3 separate regions of the Gossypium hirsutum genome follow, and all the other regions are linked to region 2. Evidence: chromatin contacts called from public Hi-C data. All regions are on one chromosome and are shown on one strand. Each heading gives the region's core, a stretch centred on a gene start, on an enhancer-like site or on the middle of the called end of the contact. The rest is flanking DNA. Distances are from core to core; before and after follow the strand shown. Region 1 holds the start of LOC107898655 (mitochondrial uncoupling protein 5). Region 2 holds the start of LOC107898609 (protein PHOTOSYSTEM I ASSEMBLY 2, chloroplastic). Region 3 holds the start of LOC107898672.

Region 1 (4,342 bases), core at 1,622-4,121, 440 kb before region 2:
ACAACTAAAATTCATAATATAAACCTCCAAATTTTATGTTCTATTTGTTACGATTTGCGGGTTTCAACAAATTTAAGAAGATTGAGTTTTTTTTTTAAACTATTGGTTTTTTCTAATTATTAATGTTTATGGCAAAATGGGTTTTATTTGGTAACGTAAGCTGTTAACCTTATTTGTAAATTTTTATGTAAAATAAAAAGAAATGAGGATTTTATTTCCAAATAAAAAAATCATATAAAGAAACTAGCTACTAAGATTAATAAAATAATTTCTTAAAAGAAAAAATTAATCAACCAAAACGGGTTTGTTACGATGAATGCAATAAACCACAAGTAGTATGAAGATAAAGGGTAATTTTATCCAAAATTTTAAATTCTACCCAAAATCTTAAATAATCTAAGAAAGAGGCTTTCAAACCTCGGTTCAAACAAGAGTACGCCATGTTAATGTGCCTTGAATGATTCACATCTCAGGGTCAAGTGTTGATAAGCATATTGAACTATCCATGTGACTGAAAACCCTCACAGTCTGGCACAATGACGCAATTATCAGGGGTGCACTTTACCACTGAGCTAATAGTCTCGTCGTGTGGACCTCTCGTTGGGGGCTCGTTATGCCAAAAGCGAGAGAAACCCCCAAAGCTTCATCCCTCTCTTTCCTTTTTACGACCCCATGTCGCCACATGGGAGGGACTCAGGGGTGTAAGAGATCCTATTAACTTGTTCTGACCTAGAATAATAAGCTCATGGACTTAGTCTTACTTCATCGTCAAGAAATGAAAGAAATGTTGAGAATCTAAACACCATAATCTCATTCGAAAATGTAACATTATAGGTCATATGTAAGATTTGACAAACCAAAACATCCATTTATCCTTTCAATGAGGACTGAAATTTTAAAAATTAGAAAATACAGGGACTAATATCGGAATCAGCCATCCAAATATCTCATGCACCCCAAAAGAAGATGCAAATCCACCTCAATTTTGATAAAGACGTTTATGTTTGTTTGCTGAAAAGGCAACAGTGATTAATGAGTTGGACAACAATAGCATTATTACCCCTATCATGAACCCAAATCAAAATTGAGGTGGATTTGCAGCGACTAATTTACCTACAGTAATTTTAGAGCAAATATCTCATCTATTGATATCATTATTAGAACAAGAATCGCACATCGCGTTTAACATGTAGAACAACATAAAACTGGAAAACAATTAAGTAACTTAAACATTCATTTTCGTCATCGTCTTTGTTATCAATGCCTCAAAAGTCCTTAAGCAACTTCCGGACCTGTTCCAGTGTCACAAACAGCACCACCGTAAATGGTCCCTGTCTCGAGATTGTGGGTATAAACCCTTTATACAAAGCCATCGGCCCTTCCGACTTCACCGTCTTGATAGCACAATCCAAAGCGCCGGCGTAAGGCGGCTTTTGCCCTGCCTCCACCTTCATGTTCATCACCCTTGTTTTTATCACATCAACAGGATTGGACGCCACTGCCGCAACAAACCCGGCTGAAAAGCTCGCTGCCACGTGTGTCCCCAGCCCATCTTTCATCAGCCCGTTTTCCAAAATCATCTCTTTGATCTGATCGTAGGAGGCAAGCTGCGATGCCGTCACCAACATCGCACGATTCACCGTCAGCGACGAGCCGCGCCACAAGGAGGTCACGCCTTCTTGTTTGGTCATGCGTGTGATGGCGTCGACAACGCTGGTATAGTTACGACGTTGAGATACGGGAAGGCGTCCGTCAGCTTGCATTCGCACCATCGCCACGTCGGCTGGGTTCCCAACGGCAGCGCCGATCCCTCCGGCGATTAGCCCGGCGGTGATTTTCCGCGAGAGAGGCATGGTTTTGGTCTCTTTATCAGTCCACTTCTGTTTCAGGATGTCGTAGAGTCCCATGCGGGTGGTGGAATAGAGGGTCTGGCGGAGGACGGTAGCAGAGACGCCAGAAAAAAGAGCAGCGACGCCTTCGGTCCGGAAGATCTTGATCCCGGTGGCCACAGGTCCAACACGCGCCGGCGGAGGAGGCATGTGGATAGCAGAGGAAGTAGTAGTAGTGGTTGTCTGAAAGGCTAAAGCAGGGCGGAGTGTTTGAACAGCCGGATTGGGAACATGGCTTTCACCCTGGAGCTGCATTCGGACTTTGATCAAATCAAGCGGGTGGGTCGAACACCCGGCCACGATTGAGGCTATGCCTCCTTCAACAAAACTCTTCACTCCCATAGCGGCACTCTCAAAGAAGATCTAAACTCAAATACTTAAGAACTTTACCAAAATTTGCTTGCAAATCAACAAGGCAATTACTTTGTTTCAAAAAGGAAATAAAAGAAGTTTAAACAAAAAATCAATAGAAGAAAAAGAAAGAGATGGAACTATTAAGACCAGTTGGAATTAGGGTTCATCTCACTGGAAACCAGGAGATGAGAATGGAGACCAAAAGCTATTGAAGAAGAGTGGGGAACGTTAGGCCTTTGAGACATATGCTAACCAAGAAAAATCAGCTAATGAATGGGGTGATTTGCTTTGTGGGCAGGGGAACGTATTTATAGCTGCGACGGCGGCGGTCACGTGGTTCGGCTAAGGCACATGGGAAATACGGGTGTTGCGGGAAACTTGGAGGGACACTTCTTGGGCCGTCTCTTATTGTATACGCGTTTTTTTGCCTCTGGTCTCTTTCTTTTTTTTGTGGGTTTCATCAAAGTCAAAAATATCCCTCAACATAGGCTGGAGCCCGCCACAGGCCTATCAGGTGGAGGTGGATGCAAGTCGGCAATTTCAAAATAATTTAGGTTATACATTTTATATGTAGTTAAGGGTTAACCCTAGTATGCTAAATACAAATTTAATCAGTTAAATAATTCGATTTTTTGAAAATTTAGAGAAATATTTTACTTTTGAAGAGAGAGTATCAATGGTTTTGTCTTTTAAGTCCTAAATTCCTCTTTTACATATATTTTTATTTTTCATTTAATGTTGTTTTAAGCTTTTTATTATTATTATTTTTAATTAATATTTTAAATATATTATTTTAAAAGTTTTTATTTTTAATTCATATTTTTTATTAATAACTTTTTTTTATAAAATCAAATAATATTATAAAAAATTATTATTCTTAATAAATATAATTTTTATATGTGTAATATTTATTTTTCAATCCATATCATGAGTGTAGTAAATTTTAGTATTTTATATATTTTTATATATATATTTAAAATATTTCATATATAAATATGATGATATTTGAAATAATTAATTGAAATATTTTATATATATAAATATTTAAAAATACCATATACACAATATAAATGAAAAATAATAAATTTTAAAATATTTTAAATATAAAAATAATAATTATATTTAAAATAATTATAATATTAGTTGGAAATTTGAGTTGAGTGAAATGGATTGGGCGGTCTCACGTTTTTTTATTCCTTATATGACTTTTGGCTTTATTTGGTTTCTTATTAATTTCATCTGCAAATACGTTCATGCATGGTCTTTGACCACTTAGGGGGTGTCTGGTATAATTACGAAACTCTATTCAATTTTCTATTAAAAATCTCTTTAAATTAACTGTGCATCTATGGTTGTTTCACTCCTAACTAGTAATTTGATTCATTCTTTTTAACTGATTATTTTGAAAACTATCAAATAAAATTAATTGCTTAGCAACTAATTAATAAACCAAATTTTTTAGTTCAAAAAGTCGTTTAATCGTCGACTGACTGATAGGTTTTTTTTTTGGTGAAATCGACCGATAGGTTTTTAATTACCAATTAATTGTCAACTTATTTATTTATTGGTTGAGATATTTGTGAAAGTGGCAGCTAAATATTTCAATTTAATCCCTTTCGAATAAAATAGCTGCAATTTAGACTCTTTCGAAAGTTAAATATTCAACTAAAACGGTAGAACTTCGTTAATATAACCATTTTTAACTCCATCGTAATTCCTGGCTTTTGCCCCGCATTTTGCGTTACAAAGGTGATGTTTTTTTTTTTTAACACAACAGCCTTAAGGAACTAATATTATAACGGAGGGCCGAAGTCATTAGACATTTTGACGTGTCGAGCTGTGATAAGGGGATGGGTAATTGCCAATCAGAGGCATAGGCCATCTCTATTTGATGGTTGTCCTTCGATGTGCCTGACTTTTTGCAGGCTGACTTTTCACAAGTGATTAGCGGTCACCCTCTTCTCTTCAAATTAATTTTAATCTTTGATGTATTACACGGTATATAATTTAAAGTCAATCAACTTAAATTAAAATTTTTAATAATATATGATTATTTAATTTATTTACAGTGCATAAAATTATATCTAATAATTTTTTTA
Region 2 (4,834 bases), core at 1,285-3,784:
ATTTTTATTAGAATATGTCAACGATTCAAAGATAAAAAAATAAAAGCTCCAAATTGTTTTTATCAAAATACGTCAACAAAATATGGTAGGTTATAATGGTTAACCAATACTTGAGTGACAGGTAATAAAATTTCACTTTGATCCTTTAATAAAATTAAAAATTATCAATTTAATCCCATGTAAATAATGACATTATATATTTATATATGGTATATTTGCATTTGAATCTTTAAATTAAAATTTTTTATTTTAAAAACAATAAAATTATAAATTCATTATATTTTTATCTCTTAAAATTTATAATTAAATTTCAACCTTAAAAATATTTATAAATTTGTCTGCTCTAGCTCTTGTGAATGACACTACCCCTTCAGTCAATAACAATCAAGGCTTGTTTTCGTAAAAATCAAACAAGTCCAGGAGTTTGAATTTAGGGCAATATCTTATATTCTTTTTCTAAATGCTTGTGAAGTCATGCTTTTCACAAAACCTGTAAGAACAATGCCGAATTTAGAAAAAAAATTTAAAAGGGATCGAAATTCTATCATAGAGATTAAAATATTAATTTATGATATTTTTTTTAAAAAATTTAAATAATTACTTTATTTAAAGAAATAAAGTATAATTTTATTATATATAAATTTATAACTTAAGGAAATTAAAATATATTTTTTTTATTTGTTAATTCAACCCCTCCACCCTTTGCAATCTCCCTTGGAAAGGCATTGAAATTATTTACCGACAATAATATAGAAATGTTCTCTTGCATTGACAACAATACTCATGACAATCAAGTTAACATTCAATTGACTAACTTCTTATAATTAATTAGACTTTTCAAAGATATAATTTTTTCTACCCGTAGATTGCAAAGATGGGCGGGAATTAAATAGGATGATTATTGTATTTGTAATATTTATGTTTATATTTTTTTTCATGCTTAAAATAGGTTATATTTATATAATTTTGTGTTATTTATATTATATATTAAATTATTGATCAAGTTAATATTACAATATAATTGGATATTAAATTAATTAAATAATGATTAGAATAATTTTTTTTAACCAAGTGAATTGTTATCATGTTTTTTTATCAAGTAAAGTTGACTTAATTTTTATATAATTTTTTTCATAAATATTTTTTCACTTGCATCATGGTATGCCATAATCTACTATGCAATAATATTATTTTTTTAGGTACACTATTTTCATGGTCATGAAACTATTAGTAAGTTTATATTTTGATTAATCAATTTTAAAAAAGTTACAAAATTATCAGTGAACTATTCGAAAGTTTTCATTCAAGTCATTGAGTTATTAATTTTTTTAAAGTCTGACTTTGTGAGCTTCAAGCTACGATTTGATAACCAGTACATTGGATCAGAATCCGTTAACAAGTAGAAGAATATTATTTAGATTCAAGTCAATCTATCAGTCAGTGTTGAAAATCGAAGAAGAAAACTATTTAAATTTTTGTTTACATATTCATGGTGTTCAAAATTGTTCCATGAAAAAAAAATTGAATTGTAGAATAGGAAAGGAAGGATAGCTTTCTATTGGTACATGCGGTGCGAATAGAAAAGACCATACAACATTGATTTTAACATCCTAGTGACTTAAATGAAAAGTTTTGAATAGTCCAATGACCATTTTGTAACTTTTTGAAGTTGACTGACTAAAATATAAAGTTCCTAATAATTTAGTAACCTTAGGTGGAATTTACCCTATTTATTTTTGGGTGATGTAATCACTTAAAAGATGCATTTGAATCACATTATCCAAAGAAATGGATATGATGCAGAGGTGGCAGAAGCTTAGTGGGAGGAAACATTGAGTTTCAGATAGTGAATATCAGATAATTCTCCAGAAAAAAAAAATGAAAATCCAATTCAATCAAAGCCTCTCAATCCAATCTTCCTTTCTTTCGTTTCACTTAAACTATGTATCTGCTGAACTTTTAACCTTTTTTCTATTTGCAACAAAGATTTGAATACATGGGTAGCTCCAGCATGGCATGATCAGTTGCTTCAAGGAACACAAGCTCAGCTTCTAAAAGCAACAACAATTCCAGGCTTGTTGTAGTAAAAAAAAAATCAAAGAAAATTGAAATTATTTTATGCATTTAATATGTATGATTATTTAATATAAATATATCCTTAAATAATTTATCATATATTCTAATTTAATGTACTTAAAAATTATTTTCTAAACTTAAATCCAAATGCTGTTAATTTTAAGCTAATTATTACAATATCACCAATTATGATAACTCCTTAAAATTTAATTTCACCGAACGTGAGGCCATACCATTCGAAATTACATATCCCCATCCAAGGGTAGGGATTTGGGCATGATTTTCCCTCATTAAACAATCAGCTTTACGTACAGGAGGAGAAGTCAGCTACCCCTTTCTTCATTGGATAGCTAGGAACACTCACATGTACAACCTCATTTCCCCACTCATTTTTGGGACCACACCATTTATCATTATTATTGTTGTTGTTTAAAATAATAATATGTATACCCTTCTCTAATTCATTTTTTATTCATTTGGGTGTTTTAAAATTTTGGTAAAATAATTTTTAGCTCAAAATAAAATTTAGGTATATTTTGAATTCATTAATCATATTCTGTAATATGTTAATTTTAAATATTTAATGTTCAAAATTTTAAAATATCATTGACAATTCAAGTTGACTTTTATTTATAACCACAAACAATTTAAATATTTGAGGTTTGATATCATTTTACATGATTAAAATTTATTTATAAAAATATAGTTGTAATAAGCTTCGGTAAATATTGAGGTTGTTTTAAATGTTTATAGCTTTTCTTTGGTTGTTTTTTTTTTTAACTTTTAAATAAAAAAATAAAATATATTTTAATATATTCAAATTTATGTAGCAACAATACCAATAATAATTGAGTTAAAATTTAATGGATATTTTAGATTTATTATTATTTAAATTTAGATATATTTTCTCCCAATCTGATCTGAGGGAGTAAAGGTGAACCTGATCTGACGGTCTTAGATATATTCAAATTTATGTAGCAATAATACTAATAATAATCAAGTTAAAATTCAGTCCATATTTTAGATCTATTACTGTTTAAATTTAGATATATTTTCTCCCAATCTGATCTGATGGTGAAAAGGTGAACCTGATCTGACGGTCTTGATCAAGGTGCACGTTCGTACTCCAGTTAACGAGTCAATTATTTTCTCTGAAAACATGTACGTGCAGCCGGTTTTAATTGTGGGGACTCTTTAACCTTTTCTTCTTTTTCTTTTTCAGTGCTAAAATTTACACAGAAAGAAGTAAAGAGAAGAGTCTAGTTATGGCTTACTCTTCTCCCAATCTTTCTTCAATTCCACACCTTCCTTCTTTCACTCTAAAACCTTCCCCGCCTCACTGTACGTTCTTTCTTTCCTTTCTATATATTTAGTTATGTATATTTGTGAAATAGATCTACGCCTTGTTTTTAATTTTTCATTTCCTTTCAGTGGAAGTTTTCACATATAATATTATGTTAATGGGGTTTTCTTTTTGTGCATTCAGCTAAACCTTTTTATCCAAATTCTGAAACTTTAGATAGTTATTAAAATTATTTCCATTTTGGGTCAGTTCCTTAAAGATATCTTATCCCTTTCTGTTAACTTTTAAAAAGATTAACAGTTGGTACATTGTTTATATGAATTAGCTGAGTAGCAAGTTGTGTAAGATGCTCAAGGATTAGAATATTGATTGTAATTAATCTTTTCTCTAAAGAATTTATGGAAAGTTTGTTGTAGAGATGATTTTTCTTTTCCAGTGAATTGGGTGCTGTTAAATGCTTTGAGTGCGGATGTAAAGGATGGCTCCATTTTAGCAACTGAAAATCAGATTAGAAGTCAAAGTAACTTCATAATATGAATTCTATGTTGAATTCCTGGATCAATTTATTTGGAAAGAAACATATTGAATTTATCTTGAGGTGTCGCACCTTTTGCTGCCAATGCATGTATTTTTGTTTTTATGGATTTTCTTTAACTATACAAGTGTTTTAAACCCTGCCTTTCATTGCTTTAACGACAGCAAGCTCAAGGTTGGTTTCAGCTCAGATAAGATCTAGTTTGGAGAATGAGAGCTGTACTGCTGGAGTTTCAAATGATTCATTAGAACCTGCTAAGAAGAAGGTTTCACTTATTTGTTTTCCAACATCTATTTTGTTAGTACTCTTCAAATTCACTACTCACACAGCATCTTTTAGTTGTTTCAGAAACCAAAAAGTCTAAAGCCATTTTACATGTCTGATTTGCACTAATTGGGTAGAATCTTCATTATTTGCTACCTTGTTTATAGTGTTGATAGGTTCCAAATTTTTCTGCAGGCAGGTGAGTTGCCAACATCGCGGCGTATGTGTCTTACATGCTTATGTTCAAGCCTGGCTTTAATCAGTAGTTCTAGCAGCTCTGCTTCTGCAGTATCAGCAATGGCTATGGATGGGAATGAAAGGGCTGTATGCCGGAATTGTTCAGGGAGTGGTGCTGTACTTTGTGAGTGACACTTTTGCAATTTCTTTTGTATGATACGTTGTTGTCTAACCAAGTGAACCACCCTTGTATGCATCTTATAATCTTTTTTGAGATTGTCCTTTACCCTGCTTTCTGACATTGGCGAAAGACATACGAACTCTTGTTTCTGATTTACGGGTTGCTTGTCTTGTATGATAAAAACATTAGTCTTCAATGGTGAAAAATTCCTCGCACCATTTATTGATTTCTATGTATTAGATAATAGCCACCTAACAAACCGGTTAGAGTAGTTTATTTTCTTTTTTGTCCTGCGGGG
Region 3 (4,231 bases), core at 625-3,124, 500 kb before region 2:
AAAAATAAAATGTATTAATAAAAACATAAAATGTAATATATTTTTATTATACGTCAATAATTTCAAATAAAATGGTAGTTCAGCTATTAAAGTAAAACAATAAATAAATATCAAGGGATAGATCTTTGTTTAGACTAAAATTCCCAACAGTCGTTAAACTGATAAACTTAAATTTAATAAAATACTTTTAATAGTATTTACATTTTTAAATAAAAGTAGGGACCAAATTTGTAATAAACAAAGAGTACAAAACTTAATGTCTTACTTTAAATTTTTTATTCGCTTTTCTATACGTTTCATTACTTTTTAGTAATTTAATTATAGGTAAATTACCTAGTTGGTCACCCAATTTTTAGGATACTTTTATTTTTGTCATTCAAAATAAATTTTTTGCAAATTGGTTACTCAATTTTTAGGGCGCTTTCATTGTAGTCACTCAAGTGTTAAATCTCTAGCAACAGTTAACTATATAAGCCGCATCATGTTTGCATTTTCTTTTTAGTCACCTAAATTTTAGATTATTTTCATTTTAATGACCCCAAAAAGTATATTTTTAATTATTGATTGGAATAAAAAAAATAAGGATTAAAGTGAAAAGCGGTAGGAACTAAAATAATACACAAAAATTGTCAAATTGTACTTGTTTATCCTATTATCGAAAATGCTAAATTTGGTTTTTGAAATATAAATTTTTAAATATTAAGATTCAAAATTATAGTAGTAAATCGGTTGACATTATCAATTGATAAAAAATTTAACAATTTTATTTAATTTATTTTGATGTTTTGAAATTATGTTAAAAAAACATCAATGAAAATTATTGACTTTAATAGTTGTATGTGAAACCCAATTTTATTTTGATTATATGATATTGAATCTTTCATACTAAGCTAAAAATAAAGAAAAATCCTTATAATTAATTAAATTAATAAATTTTATCTTCCATTCCAAATAAAACTCATACTTTCTTCATCACTTCTTTACTCACATGAAGAAGAAACAATTAATTTAATTAATTGCAAATATTTGTTCCTTTACTTTTAGCTTAGTATGAAAGATTCGAGACTATATAATCAAATTTTTTTTAAGTTTTGTAGACAATTATTAAATATGAATTATTTCATTAAGAATAATTTAGAACAAAAAATAAAATTTAAAAATTTAAAAAATAAAATTTTAAAATTTAAAAGAAGATTAAATTAATTAATTTTAATATTATAATACCAAATTGGTTGACATTCTTCTATGAACAAAAAAAATCAATAATTTATTCAATTTCTTTTGATATTTTGAAACTTAAAATTTCAATATTAAAATAAAATTTAGAATTTCAGCAATCGATAAACAAATATAATTTGACAGTTTTTATGTATTATTTTAGTTTTTATTACTTTTTCACTAAAATAGAAATGTAAACATGATATAATGTGTACATTAAACCACCTTTGGAGTTTTAATACTTTGAGTGATCAAAATGAAAGTTTTAGGTTTCTAAGAAGTTTACCCTTTATTTATATACCTTCGTGATTAAGTCTTAAATAAGCGCGGAAAATCAGGGTGGGGTGGGGGAATAAATAATAGCTGGGCAGGGGGGATTTACAGCACACCCGCAGTTTGGACTGAAAGCACCATTTGAGATGCGCGTGGGTCCCCTCTGCCCTAAAGTAACCCATCTTGGCCTCTGTGTGCAACCAAACCAAGCTCGAAAAAGAAACTATTAAAATATATCCAGCCGTTATAAAGAGGCGCGCGTTCACTTGCCACGTCAGCTTCCCGTTAACTTTACGACTCTCCGTTAGTTCTATGTTTCCGTCTTAATGTTCGTTTATTCTCTCCTAAATTTCGCTTCCATCTTCAACCATTTATTCTTCTTATTAATTGATGACATAAAAGGAAAAATATAATAAATGATTTTTTATAAAGCTAAGAAGAATTTTGCTTGAACTGTTGAACTAGACCCATTTTGTGTTTTACTCTCACTGTCACTCCAATTCTCACTCTCTTTTCACAATCACTTTGTGTGAGTAGTTTTTCCATCTCTACTTTCTCTTCATTACTAAACTTGATCAAAAGTCAAGGTTTTTTTCTTCCCCTTTGGGCGGCGGAGGGATTTTATTGAGTTTTAGTGATATCCTTTTGCTGGTTTGATCATTGAAGCTAATGAGATTTCAGTAATTGGTTTCTTTGTTACTACTCTGATCAGTGCTTGGCATGTGAAGTTGAATTGAATTCTCATCATCTTTATTTTCTCTGTTTGGTTTCTCGGAATCCTTTTAAGGAAAATAATAAAATAAAAGAATGTCGGTGCTGGAAACTTGTACTTTTCCATCTTTTTCATATAGATTTTCTTTTCCATTCATCTAGAAAACAATCGATCATATTAATGATTTGGTTTTGCTATATTTTGACTTTTTTTGGTAAAGTTTTGGACTTTATTTTTTTTTCACACTGCTTGATTAGAAAGACAGACAAGGAAAGAAACATGATCAGAATTCCCCAGTTTCTTTTATTAATTATTTAGTTTGCTAGTGTTGCTCTTTTGCTTGTGTTAATTTGGGTGTTAAACTCTCTCTTAGGGGTTGGATTTTAGGTCAAGTGGAAGAACTTTACAATGTTCACCCAAGGCCTTGACAAGGATGCGTTCAGATGGGTTCGTGCGGTGAGTCATTTCAGTTGTTTATCCCTATAATTTCATACATTTATGCATTTGTATAGGTATTTGCTGCAAACATTTGTTTATTTAAATATATAGATATTTCATTGATTCGTGAAGGTAATGTTTGAAGTAGTTTTTACGTATATAGTGTAGTCTGAGGTGTTGGTCGAGTCTGATCTTATTGTTTTAAACTTGTATTAGGGAGGTGCTGCCAAGAACAGAGATTTTTTCGGTGTGACCATGGCAGTAAAACAAGCACTTGACCCTATTACCAGTTTAAGAAATGCTGGATTACCTCCTTCTGCAAAATTTCGTAATGGACATTTATCCCAGAATATAATACCTGTTAGTGGCAATGATGATGGTTCAGAATCAGACATGGACATCTCATCTGATTCTGAAGAGCATGCCCATGACGGGCAGTACTCGTTCATTTCATCTCCACAAGATGATAAGGTGCATAATGTTGCAGCTGCTTCGATGCAGAAATCAGAGGCTCATGGTCATTATGGACCTCAGCTGAAACTAGGAAATGGTGCTCAGAGACCAGCTCAGGTCTGTGGTGGGAAGGCGGACACTGTAGATAAGCAATTTTCAGATTCTGCCTGTAGCACTGAAGTTTCGTATATGCAGTATAGAAGCAACAATGGTGGTGCACCTCCTGGGGAAGCATATAATTCAGATAGTTATTCTTCTACAGTTACTTCTAGGGTAGGCATTGAAATAGTATCTAAATAGTTTTGCATCTTTAAGTGAACTTCTGGATACAAAACCTTTACTTACCTCGCTAAGAATTTTGCTTTTACTCAAGCACTTTCTCCTTTAATGTTATTTCCTTTGGTAATTTGTTATTATTTTATTAAGTTGCTTTGATTGTGCCCCCTTAAGCATTAAAGTAGAAACCTGGGCACTTGGCAACACTTTTTGGTCATGCTTATACAAATTTAAGATGGTACCTTTTTTTATGTGCAAAGTACATTGGGTGATATCTCCATTGTCAATTGGTGAGCTACCAGGGTTTCACATCCTAAAATGTTTCCTTTTTAACTTTCTAATGGTTTGACCGGTTATGGGAATGGGACTGGAGATGTTGAAATGGCTTCATTTGGGGGTATTCTTTAACTTGATTGTAATATGAAATTATAAGATTGAAATGTGAAGACCGCTTTGATGGTCAACTTAAATTTATTGTTAGTCTAAAACATTATACTCTGTGTAGTACTCAGCTATCTACATCCATGTAGGTTTTTCATACTGGAGGAATGCAAAAGGTGAAGCCTTTTCACTATGATACCATTATTCAAGATAACAGCGGGGATGAGATTCTCGACCAATCAGTGAGGTTTGTGTTTCTGCATCTCTATGCATAGTTCCCTTGATGTTTTCCGAGAAAAATGTCTGCAGTGCACTTCAATTGAACAATTATGTATTACAGGACTGTGGAACATGGAGGAACCAACGAATCCACTAATAATATGCCCACACGTCGCCCTATATTTCATGCAAGGTTAGTTAATAGCTAAGCTAGGCATGGGTTTCTTTGGTTTAGCATTTTGCCTTCATAAGTTTAGACAA

What was found. Hi-C and Micro-C count contacts between places; a contact is called where the count stands out from the background.
Region 1: a Hi-C map of leaf shows a contact between it and region 2, with 2.5 times the contacts expected there. The contact joins the promoter of LOC107898655 here to the promoter of LOC107898609 in region 2. A contact is called at or near these places in 2 of 34 Hi-C or Micro-C datasets (both in leaf).
Region 3: a Hi-C map of leaf shows a contact between it and region 2, with 1.8 times the contacts expected there. The contact joins the promoter of LOC107898672 here to the promoter of LOC107898609 in region 2. A contact is called at or near these places in 9 of 34 Hi-C or Micro-C datasets (callus, hypocotyl, leaf and 2 more).

Annotation. Positions count from the first base shown.
Region 1 is chrA11:55,134,583-55,138,924 of Gossypium_hirsutum_v2.1, forward strand. LOC107898655 (mitochondrial uncoupling protein 5) reads right to left here and starts at 2,872. Exons shown (of 1, transcript XM_016824172.2): 1 at 1,123-2,872. The coding sequence starts at 2,231. The coding sequence ends at 1,266.
Region 2 is chrA11:55,575,083-55,579,916 of Gossypium_hirsutum_v2.1, forward strand. It overlaps LOC107898609 (protein PHOTOSYSTEM I ASSEMBLY 2, chloroplastic), which reads left to right and starts at 2,535. Exons shown (of 6, transcript XM_016824112.2): 1 at 2,535-3,187; 2 at 3,299-3,417; 3 at 4,079-4,179; 4 at 4,374-4,539. The coding sequence starts at 3,342.
Region 3 is chrA11:55,073,864-55,078,094 of Gossypium_hirsutum_v2.1, forward strand. LOC107898672 reads left to right here and starts at 1,875. Exons shown (of 23, transcript XM_041081984.1): 1 at 1,875-2,020; 2 at 2,577-2,659; 3 at 2,858-3,367; 4 at 3,901-3,998; 5 at 4,092-4,163. The coding sequence starts at 2,612.